Linked DNA regions of Muntiacus reevesi: region 1 is linked to region 2. Evidence: chromatin contacts called from public Hi-C data. All regions are on one chromosome and are shown on one strand. Each heading gives the region's core, a stretch centred on a gene start, on an enhancer-like site or on the middle of the called end of the contact. The rest is flanking DNA. Distances are from core to core; before and after follow the strand shown.

Region 1 (3,947 bases), core at 598-3,097, 390 kb after region 2:
CTCCTCAGATGACTAAAACCAGCAGCCCAACTCAGCTTGCTTCCTTTTCTTTGAGGCCTCCTGTGCTCAAAATAGTTTCAAACTACGTCTTTACCTAATGTACTGTTTTCTATGTATATTACACCCAGAGGGCTCAAGCCCAGTCTTCACACTGTGAGCCAGTTTTTTTAAAGTGCAAACAAGGCCCTATTCCAAAACCCCAAAGAAAACGCCAGCAACTTTTTCTTAACGCTCCGGCATCAAGAAATCAGGCGGAAAAGGCATCGGGGTGGACGCGTACTGGGTGCACCAGGCCCTTTGCGGGCCGTCCTGCTTCATTCAGACCACAACCCTGGGAAATGGGGAAACAGGGAAGCCAGGTGACTCTCAGGAACCCCAGGACCGGGGACACAACCAGGATCTGAAATCGACAGCCGGGCACCCCTGAGGCTGACAAGTCCAACACGGCCAGGGCCTTGTGGGCGGCCAGGCCCGGCCTGGCCCGGGGTCACAGGAACACGCCCACCGCCCCGTGCGCGGCCCCCTGGACCCGCACCCCAGAGGATTTGGGAGAATTTTCCAAGGCAGACATTGCTGCCTCCCATCCCCTACCCCGGGCATGCTGTCTGCGGACGACACCCAGGGCCCTCCCGAGCACACTGGACGGCACCCAGGAGCGGTGTGGGAAAGCCGAGGGCGACAGCTAGGGCCCACAGGCCGAGACCTGGATGGCCGCACTAACCCGACAAGCCTCCTCAGCGCTGCCAGCCTCGCTCATGACTACCGCGGCCTCAGCTTCTGCGCCTGCGCGGCGGCGCGCCCTCTGACCCTCACGCCAGAAAGCGCGGGAACACGTCCACGCCGAGAGTCAGGTACGGAGAGCCACGAGGCTCAGGCCCCGCACTTTTTGAAGCATTCTCGGCTGAAAGACCCAGTGTGGGTCGGCGGGATCCCGCGTTGGCTCTTCTGGCTTAACCAAACTCGTAAACTTTGTTAGCTGCAAAGTACAAGGACAATGAGACCCTAGCGTAAATGTCCGGTGAAATAAATAGAATAGGGCCTTTCCCGTTTGGCGAGGGATGTCAGACCAAGGGGTGACAGGTTCAAAGGAACCAGCAGCTGACCGCCTGGCTCCCACACTCAGCTCCCAGCTCCATGAGCAAAGGCCAAAGCTTTCTGACAACAGACTGCTCGAGGTCTGCCCTCGATAGGGAGACTTAGTCCAGTCCGCTGGTACCTAACTGAAACGGCTACTGTAAGCTGGGACACATCACCCAGTCCATTCAGCTGCCCCTACACGTCCACTGAGTTCGCACAGTGTCCGTGAGTTCAAAGGTACCAGTTACTGTACCACTAGAACTTTGTCTGTCTGAAGCTGGCCGCGAGCTGACACGGCCAAGTGCCCAGCGTGGGTGCCCTCTAGGCCCGCGGGCGGACCTCAAGTTCACGCTCCCAATCCTCGCGGCCGGGACCCGGGCACTGGGGGTCACCGGTCGCTGAGATCAGAGCGCCCTCGAGGGGGCTGCCCACAACATCCCGCCAAAATTCCCAAGGGCAGCCTCTCTCCCCCACCTCCACCCCGCCCTGGCGGCCGAGGAGTCCAAAGCGTTTCAAGACTCGGTGCCGCGTCTCCCGGGGGAACAGCTGCCAATTGGACGGGGATTTAGTGGAGTGGGCGCAAAGATTCTAGACCACGTAAAACTGGCTATAGGACTCTTCCCGTCCAACACGCAACGACGGTTAACCTCGCCGTCAACGGCGACGAGCTTTGGCTACCGAGAGACCGCAGAGGCGGAGAAGCGCGCCGCTAACCGGGGATGCGCCGCTCAGTCGGCTGCCTGGGCAGCCGCGCTAGCTCCCAGAACGCGCTGCGGGCGGCGGCCGGCGCCTTTGTGACGCCATCAGCCCGCGCGCCGCTGCACGCGCCACCGCCTTCTGCGCAGTCGCGGCCGGGGCGGCTAGGCGGCGGGCGCTCGGTGGCGGCGGGCTGAGGCGGGGGATGCTCCAACGGACGCGATGGCCCCCGCCATGCAGCCGGCCGAGATTCAGTTCGCTCAGCGGCTGGCGTCCCACGAGAAGGGCATCCGGGACCGGGCGATGAGGAAGCTGCGCCAGTACATCAGCGTGAAGACGCAGAGGGAGACAGGTGGGCGCCGGCAGTCCGCCGCGCACATGGCGGCCGGGCGTGGGAGCCTGAGGTGGGCCGGGCTGGGGGGTGCGGGAAGGGGGCCCGGTCGGGAGGTGCGTCACGGGGGACGGCCCGGGGGAGCCGCGGGCGGAGCGGGGAGAGCGTGTGGCACTGTGTCTCACTCCCACATGTGCTTTTGTGTCCGCTTTCTGCTGGGTCTCGTCCGGTTCTAAGGTTGAGGGACTGCGGCCGACAAGGTCGGGTGGTCTGCTGAAAGTCACAAGTGGGTGGTGAAGCTTAGGATAGACCCGTTCTGTCCAACCCCGAGCCTGGCCCCTGGATCACTGGGCTCACCTGATAGATTCTGGTGCGCTCTTCTTTGAGTTACACCTTCACTTGACCACACGTTTAGGAGCTGGGATTGCAAAAGAGAAAACAGAATCCCTACCCTGGAGGGAGTTGTCCGGGAAGTCTAGGGACGAATTTCTAACTGAAACAGAGCTCCTTTAAGCAAAGTAAAGGAAACGAAAACCAAGGAAAGAAAGCCATCCTCTACATGGGCCGTTGGCGTTCAGCAGGTCGGAGAGGAGACGGGTAGCAGTGCTGAAGGTTAGTAAGTGAGGGAGGGTGAGGGAAGATGAAGTTGAACAAATAGGCAGTGGCCAGGTCGCACCGGGCTTTGTGATTTGGGTTTAAACAGCAGTGGGTGCCATTGAAGGATTTCATTAACTGACCTGTAAACTCCTGAAAGAATGAGCTACAGTGTGCGGTGGAGGTTTTTATGGTACTAAGATAAGTCTAGGCTTCCCTGGTGGCTCAGACTGTAAAGAATCCGCCTGCAATGTGGGGGACCTGGGTTGGATCCCTGGGTCGGGAAGACCCTCCTGGAGAAGGGCATTACAACCCACTCAAGTATGCTTGCCTGGAGAATCCCATGGACAGAGGAGCCTGGCGGGCTACAGCCCATGGAATCCCAGAGTCTCAGAGGACTGAGCGACTGAGCACACAAGATAAGTCTGATTTCTTTAATGCTAGTTCTGGAACATAGAGCCACTTTCAAAGTATTGATGTTATCTCTCCTTGTGCTGACCTCCTTAGTTAATGTTTTAAGGGGAAACCACAAAAGACTACCCAGGGGAAAGAAAGTATCATTTCATGGGAAGTCTGCTAGAAAGAGGAATGAAGCCAAACTTCCTGACTTTGACTCTCTTTGGGGTCTCCCCAGCAGATTTAATTTACTCATCCCATGTATGCTGGAGGTTTCCTACCCTGGTCTTCTAATCCAGACCTTTGCTGCTTTCAGCTCAGATATGCCCTACTCACCTGGCAGCATCCACCTGTGTGTCCTCAGACCAGAATGTCCAAAAGTGATTCATTTTTCTTCCCCCGCCCCCAACCACCAAACCTTTTCTGCTGCCCCTGCTCTTTCATTTTGGATTCTAGTTGCCCTCCCCACCCAGACTCTAGCCGGCCTCCTCTCCCCCACCCTGCATCCAGTGTCCTCTGGTCTCAGCTCTCTCACTTCCTGAACTACTCTCCCCTGCCTGGAGGCCCCCATCTCATCTAGACTTCTGTGGTTGCTTGCTTCCTCGCTCATCTAAACTCCAGTTGCCCCCAGTGAACCCCTGCTCTGGAACCAGCCTGGCTCATCTTCTTAAAACAGCTGGACATGTCAGAATCCCAGGTCTGTGGACCACGGTCTGTCCTCCCTTTCTCTCCATACCTCAGCCCCTCTTCCCCATGTGACTGCTCCACACTGGTTCCTGGTGTTCAGTACACTGATTCTCACCTCTGCCTTCATGTCTCCCGTTCTCTGAAAAGATCCCCACTCTTCTCCGAC
Region 2 (4,209 bases), core at 1,075-3,574:
GGTGGGTTCTTTACCTCTAGTGCCCCCTCGGAAGCCACTTTAGTTCCCTGACTAGGGATGAAACCTGCACCCCCTGCATTGGAAGATGAAGTCCTAAACACGGGACTACCAGGGAAGTCCCAAGAACCAACTAGATTATTAGGTAGACTAACAGAAGAAGAGGAGTATATTGCACCTGCATAATTAGAACAGATTTTAGGTGGTCTGTTCTTGTTTTAATAAATCTCTGCACACACACACAGCGCACCCCTTAGCACACAGCTGTGAATTCAAGGAGGAACCCAGACCTGGATTAAAAGGGTCTTGTTTTCTCAGAATCCAGGGTGGGAGGGGCTGTGTGTGAGAGGCCAAGTGTGAGCAGGAGAAGCCGCACAGGTGAGCTGGAAACATTGGTGCCCATTGCCTTCATCTGCCATCCTTCATCTATCCCCGGGTTCGCTCTGCAGAGCCAGGCTGGTCCACCTGCTGCGGCACATGTTACCCAGTTTTGGCCAATAGGTGAGGTAGGCAAACAGGAGATGAAGTTGTTAAGGCCTGAGGTGTAAGTCAGCATGAACTAGGTGTTGTCTCTGAGTGATGTGAGCTTGTATTGGGTGTGATTGGCAGGACTTTCCTGAGCTGAGCGTCCCTTCAATGGATGCCCCAAGGGAGGGTCACAGCTCTCCCCAACCCTCGGTGCAGTGGGGGGATTCCAGAACCCAAGACTGTGTCACCTTATGCGGCAAGCAGGGAAATAAGTTTCCTTAAAGAGCAGACTGTAAGAGAGGGGGTGATCCCCAGGAGGGGCCAGCCCTGCTGACTCTTGGATCTGAGCCCAGTGAGATGCAGGTGGATTTCTGATCTCCAACCCACAAGGTGATACATTTATGTTGTTTTCAACCACAAGTTCACGGTCTTTTCAAGGTCACCATACTCCAACTGTCCAAAAAGGCCTTTGTTGTGGAATGATCCTTTTTAGTGGTTAGAGCAGCTGCTGGAAACCGATAGGGCGCTGTCATCTTGGCCTTGAACGGTACCCAAGGGCTCTGCAAGAAGGCCTCTGTAAGAAGCTGCAGGCTTCCCTGATGGCTCAGTGGGTGAAGAATTTGCCTGTGATGCAGGAGACATGATCCCTGAGTCGGGAAGATCCCTTTGAGGAAATGGCAACCCACTCCAGTATTCTTGCCCGGAGAATCCCACGGACAGAGGAGCCTGGCAGGCTGCAGTCCAAAGGGTCACAACAGAGTTGGATGTGACTGAATGATTAAGTACATGAGAAACTGCAGGAGGACCCAGAGATGAATAAGATGAATAAGTGTCTTGCTGCCTGGACTATGCATGAGAAAGCCGGCTGGGGTAGGGCATGGGAATGGCTCTGTATTATGCTGTGAGTGGGGAGGGGGATGGTGCATTAGTGTAAGGCTCCCAGAGGCCACGCTACTGAGAAGTACGAAAGCCTTAAAGCCGGGGGTGTCCTGACTGTGGTGGGTCTCCCTGGAATGCCTTCTGGGCCATAGTTGGACGGGCAGACCAGTCACATACCTGGCACAGGGCAGGGCACCTGCTTGAAGGAGCCTGGCTCTGTCTGTTCCCAGGCCTTGAGGTTTGCAGGGACGGGGTCCAGAGGAGACTCCGGCCCACGCGGTTTCCCTTGGTCAAAGCAAATCTGCCTCCCTTCCTGGATGCACACAGACGCCATGACAGGCCTCCCTGGTGCTGGAGTCACAGGCTCTTTGTAGCTTCTGAGCTGCACTTTTTGTCTTTCCCAAGGTTTTTACAAGGATGTATCATTTTTGTAATCACCAAGATATAAGGGAGGAAATTCTGTCTTAAGGAAATGCAGCCAAACCTGGTATCTGTGGGGCTCGGGGACCACTTGGGCGCCTGTTGGCTTGTGAAGCAGGGGTACGAGCTCCCCCTCGGGGGGCAGCCGTGGGGTCACAGGGGACCGTGTGTGCAGAGAGGGGCGCTGTCCCTGGCACACGGACCCTCCCCTGGGGAAGGGAGATGAGAGTCTTCCCTGTATACCAGGGAGAGCGTGGGGGACGCAGAGCCGCCACAGAGCAGCTCCCTGGGGGCCCCGTTCTCCAGGCGTGGGGAGCTCCCGCTGGTCGGCGCTGCAGCCAGGGCTGGGCGAGGTGAGCGCTCAGCCTGGCCGGCCCCCGATTCTGCTGACTGGGCGGCCTGCCTCCTGAGCTCGCGCTTTCCAGACAAATCCCTCTAATGCCTCCATTCTGCCCCAGCGTATATAGGCAGGGCCCGCAACCCAGTTCCTCAGTGCGCTGCCCACAGGCCCTGCTCTGACCATCTCCTCGCCCCGGCTGCCCGCAGAGCCGTTGCCCGCCATGGATATCGCCATTCAGCACCCCTGGTTCAAACGCGCCCTGGGCCCCTTCTACCCCAGCCGGCTGTTCGACCAGTTCTTCGGCGAGGGCCTCTTCGAGTACGACCTGCTGCCCTTCCTGTCCTCCACCATCAGCCCCTACTACCGCCAGTCCCTCTTCCGCACCGTGCTGGACTCCGGCATCTCTGAGGTGAGACTGCGGGCACGCTGCTTCCTGCTGCGGCCGGGGGGCGGGCCGGATAGGAGAGAGGGGCTTCTGAGGGCCAGCGGGGGCACCCTTGCTCCTAGTGCTCCCATCGTGTCTCGTGAAGCGGGTGATAAGGGCCGCGGGGCCACTTTCCCTTCCTGCCCAATCTCGTCCCTCCTGGACTCAGAGGCTGGGCAGGCCATCCCCCCAGCAGAGCCTCCATACCTCTGGGGTGGTGGGAAGAGGAGCTCACCCACTGTTAATGCCTCCTGCCCTCAACTCATGACCTATATGTGGTGGGTGAGTTCCCACCGTCATCTGGGGTCCCCGAGAACAGCGCCACTGGGGCACGGGCGCTGGAGGGCCGAGCTTCATGCTCCGAGGCTGCGCGTACCCTCCGGCCGGATAACTAATGTGGGCTGTGCTGCCTGAGGTCGGGTCGGAGGCCTCCTGTCTGAAGCCGTCTGTGGCCAGAGCTGCAGAGTTTGCCCAGCTGCCCAAGGCCAGGCCCCCGAGGGCAGCAAGGAGGTCTACAGGCTTTCCCATTGCAGGGTCCAGCTCTCTGGGGGTGCTGGGTCTCACCACTGCCTAAAACAGAGAACTGCCTGGAGCTGGTGCAAGGCTGACCATTCCGAGGAGTGAAGGGGGAGTGTGTGAGGAGCTGGGTGGTCTGTGCAGACCGCTGGGAACATCTGTCCATGTGCAGAGATAGGGCCCCAGGCTGTTGACAGAGAGGTGGGCAGGGCCCAAGTATTTGATCTCATCAGCCATCTGAACAAACCATAACCAGTCCACAACCATAACCGGATAGTCAACCAACCCATAACCTGCCAAAAAGCCAGCAACTAAGACATAACCAACCCTACAACCTTAACCCACCAATCTATAACAGGCTACTCAACCCCTCACCAGTCAGGCGGACAGCAGACCTCTGAGGTTCTGGTTGTCGGCCGAGTGTCCACTCGCTCCTGAGTCCCGGGTGCCCCTGTCTCCGGGCGCTCGGAGGGAGCGGTCAGAGCCCTGATGGTTCTTTCTGTTCCGATAACCCGGGACCGAGCCCCGGCCACCCAGCTCTGGCCGCTCCAGCCAGTCCCTGTCCCTGAGCTGCAGCTCTGCGGGACCCACACGGGTGCTTGGTTTCAGGTCCGATCCGACCGGGACAAGTTTGTCATCTTCCTGGACGTGAAGCACTTCTCTCCCGAGGACCTGACGGTGAAGGTGCAGGAGGACTTCGTGGAGATCCATGGCAAGCACAACGAGCGGCAGGTGAGCCTGGGGCTGGCCACAGCCTCGGCCGAGAGGCAGGACCTCGGCTCCAGACCCTGGCCAACCCCGGGGACCTCTGCAGGCCAGGGCAGCGTGGCCAGTCCCCACTGGGGCACTGCTTGGCATCCCTGGCTCTATACAAACCCCTGGGTGATGGGGTAGGGGTATGAAAGACCCCAGGAGACGCTGCACTGAGGGGTGAGCTCCTAGCCAGGCAGGCTTTCACACCAGTCTCACTCAGGGGGGTGGTGCAGCCAACGACTCCTGTTGGAGCCCTGATGCACATTATCTCAGGGGCAGGGGCACAGCCTGACTCAGGGAGGACCCCAGCCAGCCAGGACAGGTCGGAGACCAGGGCTTCTCCAGTGATGGGGGAGCTGGACTTGGGGGACAGACCCCACCCATCTGCTGTCCTCCCCTTCTGGAGCCCTAG

The links. Hi-C and Micro-C count contacts between places; a contact is called where the count stands out from the background.
Region 1: a Hi-C map of blood shows a contact between it and region 2, with 5 times the contacts expected there. The contact joins the promoter of HSF2BP here to the promoter of CRYAA in region 2. A contact is called at or near these places in 2 of 3 Hi-C or Micro-C datasets (blood and muscle).

What each region holds. Positions count from the first base shown.
Region 1 is chr8:23,437,855-23,441,801 of mMunRee1.1, forward strand. HSF2BP (heat shock transcription factor 2 binding protein) reads right to left here and starts at 1,848. Exons shown (of 9, transcript XM_065942442.1): 1 at 1,725-1,848; 2 at 722-976. The coding sequence starts at 757. RRP1B (ribosomal RNA processing 1B) reads left to right here and starts at 1,932. Exons shown (of 16, transcript XM_065942269.1): 1 at 1,932-2,125. The coding sequence starts at 1,996.
Region 2 is chr8:23,042,814-23,047,022 of mMunRee1.1, forward strand. It overlaps CRYAA (crystallin alpha A), which reads left to right and starts at 2,325. Exons shown (of 3, transcript XM_065943061.1): 1 at 2,325-2,513; 2 at 3,654-3,776. The coding sequence starts at 2,325.